Linked DNA regions of Mus musculus: region 1 is linked to region 2. The links are chromatin contacts, called in public Micro-C maps. All regions are on one chromosome and are shown on one strand. Each heading gives the region's core, a stretch centred on a gene start, on an enhancer-like site or on the middle of the called end of the contact. The rest is flanking DNA. Distances are from core to core; before and after follow the strand shown.

Evidence for each region. Hi-C and Micro-C count contacts between places; a contact is called where the count stands out from the background.
Region 1: a Micro-C map of embryonic stem cells shows a contact between it and region 2, with 2.1 times the contacts expected there. The contact joins the promoter of Raph1 here to the enhancer-like site in region 2. A contact is called at or near these places in 1 of 484 Hi-C or Micro-C datasets (embryonic stem cells), 2 of 115 datasets of contacts at active chromatin or transcription factors (embryonic stem cells and microglia) and 3 of 9 other capture datasets (adipose tissue, liver and pancreatic islet).

What each region holds. Positions count from the first base shown.
Region 1 is chr1:60,565,409-60,568,256 of GRCm38.p6, forward strand. It overlaps Raph1 (Ras association (RalGDS/AF-6) and pleckstrin homology domains 1), which reads right to left and starts at 1,357. Exons shown (of 14, transcript NM_001045513.3): 1 at 1,157-1,357.
Region 2 is chr1:60,431,347-60,434,046 of GRCm38.p6, forward strand. All of the region lies in intron 1 of Abi2 (abl-interactor 2), which reads left to right. Among named protein-coding and RNA genes, the nearest start is that of Abi2, 23 kb to the left of the region's middle. Within about 2 kb of position 1,280, at least 13 of the 459 cell types and tissues checked have an H3K27ac peak or open chromatin away from gene starts, as enhancers often do. A contact at or near this core is called in embryonic stem cells, where this site is marked.

The DNA of each region.
Region 1 (2,848 bases), core at 107-2,606, 130 kb after region 2:
GAAAGGAAAACAGGTGGAGTACTGCTGCTTACCGGCAGGGAACTACTGCATAGTTATCGGCTTGCTTGTCCACTATCACGTTGCTAGCCTATTCTAGCGCATGGAATGTGACTTTACTCTGTTCTAACGCACTGTTTCCACCACTCAAGTGTTGTAGAAGTGTCTCCCACTATACCTGAGGAGGTTTCTGTGACTGTGTGCTCACTTCAATATTCTTACGAACACAATACCACCGTTTAATAATCGAATGATGCCTCAGCCCTAGCCCGCTACCTTTACAGTTCCTTTAGGGAGGACTTTACCTACTTGGGCGGCTCTCCACTTCTCCATGAGAAATGCTGCAGGCAGCGTCCACCCAAACTGTTCTTCCCATAAAATGTATGAAATGCAACACACAGGAAACATGCAACTCATACCATTTCCCAAAGCTCCTATTTCACTCTGATACATAAGGATCAAGTAGTTTCCAGTTCACACAGGGGGGCCAGCCTAAGACAACCCCTGAATAGGAAAAGGGTATCTTTCAGGTGTCTTAAAACGAAGGCAACCTAACCAACACTATTAGGCAGCCTTCCCTCTTTCTGCCGTCCTCCACTGAATTGCAGTTTGGATTTCCGGCGGGAATGTACGCGGAAAGATGAGATGGAGCTAAAAAGCACTAGAGCAATTACTTTGCCGGCTTAATTAGAAGACACAGAAGGCGCCCCGCCTTTCTAAATCTCTGCAGTGAACTCATCTATGAAAGCAGGCAGGGCATGGAAGCTAGAACAATCCCGCACCCAGCCATCGGTTTCTGCGGCTACCGGGAGCCAGTCCCTTTCCACCCGCGGTCCCCGGCCACCGGCGCCCTAGTGCGGAGTATCAGCCCTGCCGCACCTCCCCAGGCGGCCCCAGGTCTCATTGTCTGCACGGTGCAGCCCCGAGGGGCGCGGGGTGCAACCCAGGCCCCGCCGACCCCCTACCCACCGCAGGCCGCCTGGCGGGGCTCAGCCCAACGCTGAGAGCCTGACCGGCAAGGACCGCGCCCCGGGCTGCAGCCGTCCGCACTCGCTCGGAGGGCCACGCCGGGCGCCGGGCAAATGGAGACGGCAGCGCCTCCCGGGCACCCAGACCTCTCCTTTCCCGGACCTCGAGGGCCAGGTGGCGGAGCACTCACCGTGGCAGCCCCTCGGCCCTCCCGGAGCCCTGCGCTAGGCAGCAGCTGCTCGCGCCTCCAGTCGCCGCCGCCGCCGCCTCTCCAGGGGCGACGCTCCTCTCCCGAACGCTGAGAGCGCCCGCAGCTCCCGCGGCGCGCGCTCGGCGACTGACTGACCGACCCACAGAGCGGGCGTCGGCGGGGACTGGGCGGGGCGGCCGCAGAGCCCCGCGGCGCGGATCACAGAGCCCGCGCGTCCTGCCCCGGCACACTGGGCGGGGCTGAGGGCCGCGCGGCCCAAGGGCGGACCGACTTGCGCCTGACCGCGCGCTCCCCGCCGCGGCCACCGCTCACTTCCGGCGCAGGCGGCCGCGCGCCTCTCCTGCTCCCCGGCACGCGCGCACGCGCGCGCCCCTCCCGGCCTGGACAGCCGCACCCCCCACCCCCACCCAACCGGCCGCCCCTCAGGCGCCGGGCCGCACCCAGCCGCGGCCGTCCTCCGCGCCCTGCCTTTCCAGCGCGCGTCCGTGTGAGTCGCCTCCAGGAACCAATGAATCAGAGAATGAATGAGCGGAGAGGAAAATCCCGCCGCGGTCCCGCCCGCCGTGGCCCTTCCCGTGAAGCCTGCCCAATCACTCGGGTCCCAGGGTCTTGGGAGACTGAGGGCGGACGAGCAGACCTGTCCGGGCTGGGAGCCTTTGCCTGCCGCATGTGTCGTCTCCAGAACCAACCCTGGGCTTCCTCAGGCACTCGCCTACTATTGTTGAAATCTGGGAGCACTGCCCTAGGAAATCCCATTTTAGCTTAAACTCTGCAGTTTCGTGCAGTGTAAGGAAAGCTTTCAGGGATCAGACATTATTCCATTCATCTTTACCTTTTTCACGTCAGAGCCTGTTCATCTGTGTCCCTGGTTTCTGTTCTCCCTTATTGAATTTGTTCTCAGCAAGGGTGTTGGCGAACTTTCCTGAGCCCTGAGCTGTATTCCCTGAGTACTACACTTAAAATACTGGGTTTGATTCCAAGCTCCAAATTACTCAAATGCTGCTTATCTTAATGCAGTTTTGACTTAGGCAGACTTAGATTTCTTTCGATTTACGTCCTTATTATGACCTTCATGTAAAGTTGATCAAAGGAAAGGAAAAGTAGTATTAAATTACCTTTGCTTGGCTATGTACTTTGTTAGCATTGAAGAAATTGAGCTATGGTCTGGAATTGGCTGCATTGAACGTCCAGCATTCTTTTTTTTCTATGTCTTCTTGTCTGTTCTTTAACTGTTTCTGTATCTTGAATTTTCACCAAAAAAATAAAAGGAAAAAAAAAAAACCCATAAATAACCTATTTCCGAAATTCTGGCGATCTTTCTAAGAATGAGTATTCACTCCTCTAGTGTAGGATCAAATCCCAGTTTGACTAATTGCATTCTACTTCCTGATATTCTTGAAGAGTTCCAAGTAGTTTCAGTCTTTTAGTAGTCTTTTCCAAACTGCTGCACAATCTGTTTCAAACTGGTATTTAGAACTGTCCAATACAATTATTGTCTGTTTCACACTTGAGATACTTGTACTTAGGAAATAAGTGCATTTTTTGTATTTTAAATTTAGTAGGTCTTCAATAATCTCGTGTAAAATAACATCATCTCATAAACTAAAAATGGTGGAAGTGTCCAGTACCTGTGACCTCTCTTCCCTGTTGAACTCAGTCATCATTTGTTAC
Region 2 (2,700 bases), core at 30-2,529:
GGGATTGTCATCATCTCTAGTACTTACTGTTTTCTGTTTTTGTTTTTTCAAGATTAAAGATTAAAGATTGAAAGTGTGTGTCACCATTGCCTAGCTTGAAGTTTATCTCTCCTATACCTACATTTTTGTAGTTTTTTTTTTTTTTTTTAAGTAATGAAGGGTATCTTAGGGTGTCTATTACTGTGAAGAGATAACCATGGCCATGGTAACTCTTAAGGAAAGTATTTAATTGGTGCTGGTTTACAGAGATTTAGTCCTTTGTGGTCATGGCAGGAGGCATGGCAGTACACAGACAATGCTTCTGGTTCTGTAAGTAGCAGGAAGAGAGGGTGAGCCATTGAACCTATCTTGAACTTCTGACACCTCAGAGCCCACCCCCAGTGACACACTTCCTCCAACAAGGCCACGCCCACTCAAGTAGGCTACACCTACACCTACGTATGCGTCTGTGGAGGCCATTTTATTTATTTATTTATTTATCTATTTATTTATTATATATAAGTACACTGTAGCTGTCTTCAGACACTCCGGAAGAGGGAGTCAGATCTCATTACGGGTGGTTTTGAGCCACCATGTGGTTGCTGGGATTTGAACTTCGGACCTTCGGAAGAGCAGTTGGGTGCTCTTACCCACTGAGCCATCTCACCAGCCCAGCCATTTTCATTTAAGCCACCACAAAGGGGTTTTATCAAATGCTTTTTTTATATCTGTGGAGATGATTGCACATTCTTTGAGCCTTCACTTTGTTAATTTGAGGTATTTTATTTACTAATTTTCATACTGAATTATTTTTGCATCTGTAGAGTAAGTCTCCCAGATCATGCTCTTGTATTTGACTTGGTAATTTGTGGAGAAGTTTTACATCTATATGTGCATAGGAATACCTGCCTGTAGAATTTTCTGTGTTGTGTCTGGGGAGTTGACTTCCTTTCTATACTTTGGAACTGTTTGAAGAGGATTGACATTGGTTTTGTTGTTGTTTGTATAGACAATCTGGTGCTGTGGTTTAGGCTTGCCTTGAACTTGAAATCTTACTGCCTTAGCCTCCCAAGTACTAGCCACACGAACTGGATTCCTGAGTGGGAGGCTGGAGCTGTAAGGGAGGAAACTACAGAGAAGAAAGGAAACCAAGGCAGATTTCTGATCAAGGCAATGTTTACTAAGAGTCTGTGCTTATAAAGGAGGAAAGCCTATCTCCTGCTGATCCACTCTTGATGCCTGTCGCCAGCCTATAAGCAATAAATTAGGCTGACTGCACTAGTTTGGCAGTAAGGTGTCAATTGCCAGCTTGCCTGGGGCTGCTTTAGGAATTTCTCTGGAAGGCAGGTTCAGCCTCTCAGCAGGTAGCAGTCTTGGAGATGAGCAGTGGCAGGTGACAGAACAATAAAACCATCTAGGTGGGAAGGCTCCACCCTAGGTGGTCTCAGTGGCAGCAAAAGGTCTGAATCAGCCTGCTCAAGGCTGGGGGAGGCTACAAGGTATGTCTATGATAACATGATTTGTCATTGAAAGTTTAGTAAAATTCATCAGTGCAACCATCTAGTGCTATTATTATTTTACTTTTTGGACAATCTGTGTTTTTTATTTACTCTTACTGTTTGTTCTTGGTAGGTTAAAGTTATGTGCATCTTCCTGGTTCTGTTTTGGTGGGGGCTGTGTGTACCCACAAATCTGGTTCTAGGTTTTTATATTTATTGGCATATAGTTGTTCATAATAGTTCCTAGGAAGCTTTTGTATCTCTGTGGTATCAGTTATAATTTGTCTTTTTCACTTTGGTTTTACTTGAATTTCTTCTTTTTTTTTTCCCCCCTTAACTCTTTTCATGGTAATATGGTGTTAATTTGGTTATTTTAAATTACTTCTAAAGACTTTTCTTTTTTCTTCCAATCCATGGAGAAATTTGTATCCATGCTTTGTAGACTGTAGGAGAGATGTGATTGGGACTGTAGTAGACTTCTGGTAAGTCCTATCACTGTATTTCAGTGTATACTTTGAGCAGTGGCAGCTGTATACAGGGATTTATGCTTTAGAAAGTGACTTCACATCAGTTTTTTCATTTTTCTGTGCAATTTTTCATTTTCTTGGAGTGATTGAATCAGGGATGTACCCTCTCTGCTTTGTAATTGAGAAATGGTGACTCTTGTAGTTTATATTAATGATGGCACTAACATACAGGGTTTCTGAATCAGAAACATGGATTAGCTTTATTATACACCACAGAATCTTCCTGTAGGTGGCAAAATAAAATATGTTGGTCTGCAGTAACCTGGAAAATAGTCATTTGGTTACTTCTTGCTGCATAATCCCTGTTTTTCAAATAAGGCTTCTGGGTTGTGGAAGTTGTGAGATAGGTGCTACTGACTGCTAAGAAAGGGCCGACATTGGCAATTTCTACCCCATAAGGCTGTCTCTTAAATGACATGAGAACAGAGTAGCCTCGCATTTTAATTTTATAATTATTTTTATTATCAGACATTTTATTTATCATTATTAATACTTTGATCAAACACATTTTGTGTGTGAGAATAAAAGGAAATCAAGAGAAAGTAGAATAAGTATTTGTGCATTCATGTCAGTGCTGCCGAAGGAGTTAAATTGGGAAGATGTGTATGTGCTGTCATTGCTCAAAGTATACACTGGAACTCAGATTTTAAATACTAGCTTTAGAACTTTATTTGTACTTACATAAAAATGTATAT